2 separate regions of the Dromaius novaehollandiae genome follow, and region 1 is linked to region 2. Evidence: chromatin contacts called from public Hi-C data. All regions are on one chromosome and are shown on one strand. Each heading gives the region's core, a stretch centred on a gene start, on an enhancer-like site or on the middle of the called end of the contact. The rest is flanking DNA. Distances are from core to core; before and after follow the strand shown. Region 1 overlaps RAP1GDS1 (Rap1 GTPase-GDP dissociation stimulator 1). Region 2 holds the start of STPG2 (sperm tail PG-rich repeat containing 2).

What was found. Hi-C and Micro-C count contacts between places; a contact is called where the count stands out from the background.
Region 1: a contact with region 2 is called in a Hi-C map of brain, with 2.6 times the contacts expected there. The contact joins the enhancer-like site here to the promoter of STPG2 in region 2. A contact is called at or near these places in 3 of 4 Hi-C or Micro-C datasets (brain, liver and ovary).

Annotation. Positions count from the first base shown.
Region 1 is chr4:17,945,749-17,950,716 of bDroNov1.hap1, forward strand. RAP1GDS1 (Rap1 GTPase-GDP dissociation stimulator 1) reads left to right here. Exons shown (of 14, transcript XM_064510508.1): 13 at 1,062-1,190; 14 at 4,767-4,968. The coding sequence ends at 4,894. Among named protein-coding and RNA genes, the nearest start is that of TSPAN5, 96 kb to the right of the region's middle. Within about 2 kb of position 3,598, at least 1 of the 2 cell types and tissues checked has open chromatin away from gene starts, as enhancers often do.
Region 2 is chr4:17,811,011-17,815,841 of bDroNov1.hap1, forward strand. STPG2 (sperm tail PG-rich repeat containing 2) reads right to left here and starts at 3,387. Exons shown (of 11, transcript XM_064511542.1): 1 at 3,282-3,387; 2 at 875-984. The coding sequence starts at 3,387. LOC112988754 (a long non-coding RNA gene) reads right to left here. Exons shown (of 3, transcript XR_003260614.2): 3 at 3,875-4,716.

The sequences.
Region 1 (4,968 bases), core at 2,348-4,847, 130 kb after region 2:
GGAGACCACATGACCCCTCCAAAACAGGGCTTCTGACCTAGGCAGGATGCTGATCTAGCGGGCAGGTTTTTGTACGACCTAGGTCTGCATGCACATGTGTACACGTCTGATCCCCTTTTGAGAGGGCTCAAAGTAAAGCTTTCAATTACCTGATCAGTAAGAGCTAGAGAACGTATGGGGAGGTGGAAAATGCCCCAAAATATCTTATTTTATTAAATTCCACAGAAATGGATGCCAGAGACTACCTTGAAAGCAGAGATGATTAAAGGTCTCGACCTGCCTTCACAGTAGCTCAGTCTACCAAACAGAAGAGCTACATAGACAACGGGGGGGATTATTTATCCTGTTTATCCGGTTTGCGTGCCGGTTAACTCAGCTAAAGAACCAAACAAGCAACATTAACTATTTTTGTAGTTGATTTCCTGTCATCATATACTAGAGGAAAGCTATGTTCAACTTCCCAGTCATTGCCAAGGCATCAGGAAATTGTTTGGTTTTAATTAAAAGGCAAAATGTGCATACTCACTTGAATCTTCTAACCTGTCTTTATCTTGTCTTCAGAAATTTGCAGGTTTTGAGCCTGAATTCAGTATGTAACGTTTCTTTAAATACTACGGAAGAAATTATTCACACACCGATCTTGCAGAGTTTTTCACAGCTTTACTAATGGACCCTGAGTTTCCTCTACCATGAAATCAAGAATTACTCCATCTGTATTTAGTCAGACAAAACTTCCAAAAAACAAATTTAGGCATTGGAAGTTTTGAAAGCTTAAGTATTGCAGATTTGGGGCTCAGCAGCTAGAAAGCCAGGTGGATTTTCCATCAACTCGCTGCATATTTAAGATTTCTTTTCATCATTAAACTCCTTGAGGGTCCTTTCAAATAGTTGGACTATTTTATATTTTTCTAGCAAGAGCTGTGATTTCTATCATGATACCATCTAATATACACTTCAGTTTTATACCAGTGAGGCAATCAATGTTTCAATAAATGGCTAGGACAGAAAAGTATCAAACCAAACAGCACTTCCAGATTTACAAATTTTCGCTTGTATTTCAGTCACTGCTGAAAAGGATCTTGAAAATGCTCAGCTTGTTCAGATTCTCCACAGACTGCTCTCAGACGACAGGAGCGCTCCAGAAATAAAATACAACTCCATGGTGCTGATCTGTGCCCTTATAGGATCTGGTGAGTATGCAGAAGGGGCTTGCTTTCCTAAAAGATTTATATATTTAAACTTAGCTCTCTTTTTAGCCTGAACATAGAGTCTACGCAAATGTACTCAGAGACTGGTTCTCAGTTCACAGTGACTGTATGCACACAATAGTTCAATTTATTATGACATATTCTTCACTTAATAGTTGCAAGAGAAAGAGGCTGTTTATTCAGTTTTGGATGATATTAACTGCAGAAATTGGACTCTGGCTTCTGCAGGATGCAGAGAGCTCTTAAATTTCCACTGGCAAGACACAAATGAAAGGCATTCAAAACTCCACAGCATCAGGCCCTCTATGCAAATACACAGATAACATGAACTTAATTTCCACCTTTAGCGGTAAACTCCCTGCAATTTGTGGTGGTGGTTTTCTTGCCAACCTACTCATGAAGTAAAATTAGGTGGAGGGGAAAGGAAGCTTGCAAGGAGTGTACTTACCTCAAGTTTCAAGTGAGAATAACAAGAAGGGCAGGAAGCAAAAAAGAAAAATACAGTATTTGTGGGGACAGACACACACAAGTCAGTACTCAGACCGGCGCGTAGGCTGTAGTCCTGCTTTCGGAGGGATCCTCGCTTACCTTCTCACGCTGAAGGGTGCTTCGCCCCGCAGCCCTCACAGGCCGGGTCCCACCGTTCCCCAGCTCCTCCTGGCTGCTCTGAAGGACGAGCAGAGCGTGCTCTGACAGCTGCCAGCGCTGGGCGCTGCAAACTGCCTTCCTTCCAAGCTAACCCTCTTCTAAAGGTCAGGTTGTTTTCGGGACCGTGAACCAAGCTATGGTTTGAATTGCAACCTCCCACGTTTGTGTGAGCAAACAAGGGGGGAAAAAAATTGGAGCAAGCTATCATGGAGAAATTTGATTTCTACCCTAAGGAGTCGCAAAGTGGCTCAGTTTGCTTTAGTGTTTTTAAAAATATACATTTAATCTGTGGGAGGAGAGCACGTTTCAGCCCAGAAAGGTTTCGGTTTCAGAAATTTACAAACAACTAAGATGACAGAGAAGGAAACTGGATTAAGTACAAAAGAGGGGGACCCTGAGCCTGCCTGCACACTGTCACCAAGGGGGAAACAACCGGAGATTGTCTGGAGATGAGTTTACAGCAACTCAACTGAATAAAAGTTATCGTAGCTAAGCATGTGCTGTCTCTGTAAGCAGTTATTTTTCTTAACTACAGGGTTCACCAGGACGGGTGTAACTAAGACTCTGGTGGTCCTTACCACAGGCGAGTGACTGCTCTGTTAACTGCCAGCTTACAGAAGCCAAATTACAGTCTTTAGAGCAGTATATACATCTTAGAGTACAAAAAAAGTGCTCAAAATTCTATAACAAGCCTCAAATGTTTAGTGTTTTTAATTTTTAGACATTGAGATGCATCATTATTTTTTCTGACAAGCTTTTTAAGCCTTTTTGTCCTAATGGCTATCTGTGCCTTTCAGTGCAGAAGTTTCCCCTTCCCCTCACAGTGATGTTTTCTTGGCTATTCCCATTGCTTCCAACTAAAATAATATTCCTCAGAAATTCTGCTTGACACTTGCATTTTCACTTCCCTGGGTCTTGTCACCTGGAAGATTGACACAGTTACTTAAAGTCACATAACCGTCTCTTTATGCCACTAGCTTAAGGAACTGTCTTGTTTTAGGTTTTTTCAGGGTTATTGAGCTGTCAGAGTCCAGCCTGACAGCGCGCTACAGCCTTTGCCTAGGCGGGATGTTGCTTAGCCTTCTCCCCATCTCTGCAGGAGCAGAGGGCACGTTACTGCAATACGTAGCCGTAAAGTCGGGGCACAGCACCCGGCTGAGCCAGCCAAGCACAGCCCTGCTGCCTGATGAACACACCTGCAAGCCATTACACAGGGATAACTGAGCCACCCTGGTGTTAACTTTTCAAATCAGTTTAAAAAAAATTTTAACTTCGGTGGGAGGGATTGCAAGAGCAAAACCTGCTGTCTGCACATGCGAATATATGGAAATACATGCATCTCAGCTCTGTTACCTCTAACTTCATTTCACCACTGTCTCCACACACAATCCACAGACATCACTTACGTCTATAGTTTCCATATTCTACTGTAAATAGACCTGCATAGCTATTTTAAAGTAAAGTTGTGTTATTTTAGTTCTTGTTAATTCTGCAGTGAACACTGTTGAACTATCCTTTACTACAGGGCATCTGACATCACGCTTAACTTGATAGCACCAACAGTTGTGCATTAGCAATAAAAAAAAATACATGTGTTTTTGTCATCTGGAAGTTGCTGTTGCAACTGAGTGAATACATGGAAAGAGGGAAGAATGAGCACAATGGAAACCAGAAACGTGTAACTCAGGGAATCAGCAGAAGCAGAGCGTTCATAGCTACACAGTCGCTGCTGTGCGAGAGGGCCCCAGGAACCTGAACGTTAAGCAGAAATATTCAGCCACTATAAAGCAGTGAGTTTCTGGTATCTCAGAAGGAGAAAGGAGGCAGAAAACGTTTACAACACAGGAGAATAACCCCGACAGCTTCACCAAAATTGCTCAGGACATGAAGGTTCCCAGGGCCGCAGCCGTGGCTCTTTGCTCTCACACATTAGGGATTAAATTGTGCAGGAAAACTGAGAATATGTGAACAAGAAAGTAGGAAGAGAAACAAGAGTCTCAAAAAGCTTGCTGTACAGAAAAGTAGTAAATGTGCATAGCATACAGCAGAGCTGATCGGAAGCAGATGGTCAGGATCCCTCCTGGGACACGCAGGGTCGGGCCCCCGGCAACACCTGGGAAGCAGAGACACACGCGAGTGTTTGTTACTGATTTCACTGTAGTTCACCGTAACGGCCTAGACAACCCAAAGCAAAAAAACTCAACACATTTTCAAAGAAACATTGCTCCCAAGCTTTGACACACAGTACAGGGCAATCCAGTGTTCTCCAAAACAGAGCTTCACAGTTTCAGGTAAAACGTAAATGCTGTATACATACATCCACGGTAAGGAGTATTGCCAAACATGTTTGTAACAGTTTCAGAGCTGAAGCACAGGTGGACAGCTAACAGTGACTAGAGCAGTGATGTGTCCTTTAAAGAACTATTTTCAGCCTCCTCACACTCCTACACAACCAACCAGGTGGCAGCTGATTTGATACAGGTGAACTACACAGTAAGCCTTACAGGCAAGCTCGCCTGCTCGGTCTAACTGTTTTAAGGAATAAGGCAGAAACAAGAAAGGGTTTCATGAAAAATGCTTCCTAAGCATCTATTTTGGAAGGCAGTTCAGGTGGATTTTCATAACCGCAATGCAGCAGCTTCATCCTTCCCTCTCTACCCAAAATCCCTGGAGTTTGCACATGCTTTGTACTTTAGGCATCTAGGCCCTGGAGGGTTCCCCCCACCCTCAAAAGCAATTCAGAAAGTTGTTAAAAAGATAGCGTGTGCCCACGCGCATGTATTTGTGCGCCCATGTGCGTACATATTTCTAGGGCAGCACTGAGTAGAAGTTTCTTACCATCAGCAAACCTTTCTGTTCTTGCGCCTGTCTCGTACCAAGAGCTCTCTCTTTTACTGTTTCTTTTTCCAGAACCTCTTCAGAAGGAAGTGCAGAGCATGGCATTTCTAGAAGTGGTATCAAAACTCCGCAGCCATGAGAACAAAACTGTGGCCCAGCAGGCCTCGCTAACAGAGCAGAGACTTGCTGTGGAAAGCTGAGGAAGGTCTCTCGTGTTCGCAGCATCCCATCACAGAGTTCACCTTTGTCCTCCGTCCCGCTGCCGCTCCTGCTA
Region 2 (4,831 bases), core at 2,137-4,636:
CTTCACTAACAGAGGATATACCATGCCAAACTCCATAATCTTTCACACACGTCAATTTTGCCCCTATGTTTAGTTTAAGTAACAGTCTTGGCATTGGGTTGGGTTATACAATCTGCCAGCGGGTAGGCACACCTCAGCCGTAAAGCCTCCCAAACTCCTGCTCTTACACATGGATTAAGGAGTCGGAGACAATCTTAGATCTGTAAAATCTTGTTACATTTCTACTTCCACAAACACAACACTAGCCAAAGACACGTACTATATGGAAAGTGATGTCGTTTGTTTAACTTACAAGTTCTCCTTTTTGTTACTGTTATTTAGAAGTCAATATATGAGCAAAATGAAGCAGTAAAAGTTTGCCTGTCTTGGGAAGATCTCTATCTTTGCTCTCAACATCAACCAAATTCATTTTTCTCTTTCAGAGATAGCTACTTAACAAAATGAATATGCAAATCTTAGTTCTTTAGAAACTGTTCTTATTAGTTCATTAGGCTACAGAGAAATGTTTAGCTACAGCATGATCTGTACCTTGGAATAAGTAATAAAAACAAATTCTTTAGGAAATGTGACAACTATCTAAAAAGAGTAAGGCAAAACTGAGATGTTTAAACATCAGGAAGCACTCAGCTTCAGGGGTTACATCAAAAATATCTTACTAAGGAAAAAAGAAGAAACTAAGGGAAACACAGATAGGATAAATGAGGCTAAATAATAATCTTAGAAATGGCAGCTTCCTATATTTTTTTCCACTGTTAGCTAACTTGTAAAAAGAGATTATTCCAATCAAATTTGTTATAACAGTACTGCTGATTGTTGCCTTCCCAGAATGATGTTTCAAACTTTATCTGTCTTCATGCAATTATTGCAATTTTACCTGTGTTGTGGCAATATTATAGTGTCCTGGTCCTGGAATTGTACCATCTGTATTTTGAGCAATAAATGTCAAATCTCGACTTGTCAAAGAAAGAAATGGAGCATAGCCATCTGCAAGAAAAAAAAGAAAGAAAAACCACCACACTGATTTTAAAAAATGCACTTAATAACTTGGAAAGGGCCTTTTAGACATCAAATTATTTTTATTCAGTAATTGAAACATTTGGTTCATAAATACATACAGTAAAACATGCTTAAAAGTGTAAGGACAAAAAAAAAAAAAACTTTGAAAAGCAAAATGCAGCTGGTCAGGACATTTTACACACAAACTAACTGCTCAAAAAGGTAAAGTTGATTAAAGCCCCTGCAGAACTAAACACCTTCAAGCCCCTGGCAGCACAGTATAAACTGGAAGTTTGGGGTCTAAAAGATAGATTCTCTCTACTCTAATTTCTTCTGCAGCCACAGAAGAATCCAACCATAAGAATCATTTGTTAAAGATTTTTTTAATTGGCTGAGTTAGAAAGATATCTTTTTCTTTTTTTTTTTTTTTTTTTTGCTTCCCCCCCCTCCTTCCTCTTCTTTCCCTCCCACCCCTTTTCTTTTTTCTTTTGGAGCATAAAGCTTCCTGGTAAGAGAGGATGTACAGGGGAACACTTCAGGAACTACATCTATGGATGTACGATTTCATCATTCCAACATACATCCTATTATATTGACTACTTATGCCCTTGATTAGTTCATTTTTTTTATTTGAAAATGTTTCTTGACTTGCTCCATTTCCTCCTACATATTCTCTTTTTTTTTTTTTTAATGAAAGATCTATGCAACACCTCAAACTTGATCGTTTCCTTTTGCAGTCAGGCCGCTCTTATTGAAGGAACCATTCTCCTACAGTTTGGTCATCTGGAATTCTCTTCCATGTGTCTTCCTTTACTTTATTGTCCAGTCTATTCAGAGTTTAAATACACACATCTCTCCCCTTCACTATTCTTTCTCTCTAAGATTGTTCAGAACTTAAATATCATTTTAAACAAGGAGGAGAACATTTTGATCATGTATTCTAATAAATGTCATTATTGTTTAAGTAGAGAGGGTTGGATCAATATACACACCAAAAAAAAAAAAAAATCAGATTGAATCTGTTTCTCTGAAAGAGGCAATGCTTAATTGTAATTTGATCAACTAAAGTTTTGCTGTACTTGAATATGTTGCTATCTTCAGACTCGTTAGAGAAATTTTCAATCTACTCGTGACTTTATTTCTAAACCATAGCAGCGTTGAGGTGGAAGCAAAAGAAAACAAGACATCACAGTTTGCTTCACATGCTTTTTCCCATTGCTCATATTTTCTCTAGTCAAATCATCATAAAAGGGATAAAACTTTTTAATTAGTTTGAAGCAGAAAACTTTTCACCTAACTGCAAATATGAGTCTTCTGAACTTAAATGTTTTATTCTTATAAACTGTATCTTTAATCTCCACCATTACCAGACAAAATAAATAATTCTACACTTCTGGAACAGCTTTCTAAATAGCCTGTTCTAAAAGGGTATTAAAAAAAAAAAACCACACACACACACAAAGTCATTATATCTCCTAGTAGTTGCAGACCTGAGGACAGGGAAAAGACTAATATAAATATCCTTTTGGTAGATACACAGAACCTTGTGGGGGAAAAAAAGGAAGTTAACAGGGCCAAAATGAAAAGTGTACGTGCTACAAATGGGAGCCTCAAGTCATTGAGAGCTTTTCAAGTCCTTCTCAGGTGCAGCGAGGATGGAAGAATTTAACTTGCTTCATACGATTGTATAATTTATGTCTTAAATTACATAACCATAGCCTTTTTAAAAATACTGAAAAAAAACTTTCAAGTTGTTATGAAGAAATAAAAGCATTTATGGTAAAACATACTAAAACCTCACTGTATGCTAACTTCTATTTGGAATTCACGTTTATTTAACTTGAGGCTGGGCTGAAGCTTCCAAGACAACTGTTACTCTTCAAGAAAGATTCCTAGTAGCTTACTGCTCCAAAGGCAAAGGGCACCGGTACTTTGCCGAGTGCAGCTCAGCGAAAGGAAAGCTTGTATACCTTCTGCGTAAAGCAAGGCGATCTCCAAGCAAACCATAAACACCAGAAACAACCAGCGCCGGCCCCGCTCGCACGGCTGAGGACAGGCTCAGCCCAAGCCGCTACGCTTAGGAGGGCACAAACGCTTCAGGCGCTGTTAACGCGCCTTTACACACAGGACCGGTAACCACAGCACCCAGTCACGGGTCCTTAGAAAGCAGCTGCCCCTAACGAATACCCACGGGCGTGGGGGGGGGAGGAGGAGGCTCCCCTCCGATAGCCGGAGCCGCCCTGGGGCGCAAGGCAGGGCGGTTGTGAGGCGGCCCCCGCCCTTACCTGCCCTTCGCCGCGTTTCCAGCCCCACGCGGTAGGAGCCGGGCCCCACGCACGGCCCCGCGCAGCCCGCGGGCAGGCTCGGCGCCTGCACGGCGAGGTCGTACATGGCCCCGCCGCCCGCAGCACCTGCCGCCGCCCGTCGCCATGGACGCGCCGCGCCGCCCCGCCCCAGAAACCGGCCGCGCCCCGCCCCAACGGCCGCACCGCCCCGCCCCGCCCCAGAAACCGGACGCGCCCCGCCCCAACGGCCGCACCGCCCCGCCCCGCCCCAGAAACCGGACGCGCCCCGCCCCGCCCCGCCCCGCCCCAGAAACCGGCCGCGCCCCGCCCCAACGGCCGCCCCGCCCCGCCCCAGAAACCGGCCGCGCCCCGCCCCAACGGCCGCCCCGCCCCGCCCCGCCCCAGAAACCGGCCGCGCCCCGCCCCAACGGCCGCCCCGCCCCGCCCCGCCCCAGAAACCGGCCGCGCCCCGCCCCAACGGCCGCCCCGCCCCGCCCCAGAAACCGGCCGCGCCCCGCCCCAACGGCCGCCCCGCCCCGCCCCAACGGCCGGGAAGGGCTTTCGTGAGGCGGTTTTTCCACCCCACCGTTTAATATCCTACTTGCCCGGGAGCGCAGTTCTGTTTCACGTGCCCCCCGCAGCAGCGGCTGCTGCCGCCCAGCCTCCTCTCAGGCGTACGGAGTCGTAATAAACCAGAAATCTCTGTAATGATGACGCTTTGAACGGTCTCATTCAGTTTGTCTCATTAGGTCTTGTCCGATTCTGTGCCTTCATTAATTACTACTGGTTAGTAAGGGGGTAGTAGGAATCCCCCCAGCTAAAATACTCATTTCCTAAGGAAAGAAGAGGAGAGGCAGGGAAACAGCACAAACTTTTGGGAGATAAACAGCATCCCTATGACAGGCAGCGAAGCCTGCCTCCACCAAAGCTCAGAAAACCAGTCCCCTGAATAAGTAAATGTGTTTCTTTCGTTAGAACTGTTAAATTGTTAAAGTTGTTACTAAATTGTTTCACTCTTTGCATCTTTGTTTCCAGAAAACTCTCAGTTGGCAAAAACTGATCACATGGCTTCAAGCTTTGAAGATGCAGTGACTGAGCTCTGTGAGCAGCCGAGAATAGTTTTGAACGCCGTGTCCTTAAGTTGAGCCAGTTTCCAAACTGCTGCCCATAATCAGTCTCACCGTTTGCTCTCAAAATGCAGCTCTGCGTTCAGCTGTCCCCCCTTTCTGCTTGGACCCTAGCGGCAGCTACACGGCTTCTCTGCGCCAGGCTCCCCGCTAGAGAGCACAGGCGATATCCTGAGGGTATCAGATACCTCCTTTTGGAACATCCCTTCGAAAGGTGGCGAAGAGGAGCAGGGGAAGAAGAACCAAACAGCAATTTTATCCATCAACACGTGCATTCAGGTGGGAGATGACACTTCAGGTATTTCCCACTGCAGAAAAATGAAGAGCAGATGTAAGCAGTTATCTCCAAACAGGCAATCAGTCACAGCTGCTATTTCCATCAACCTAGACCTTTCATTAGGGTTGTATTTACTGAGCTCACGT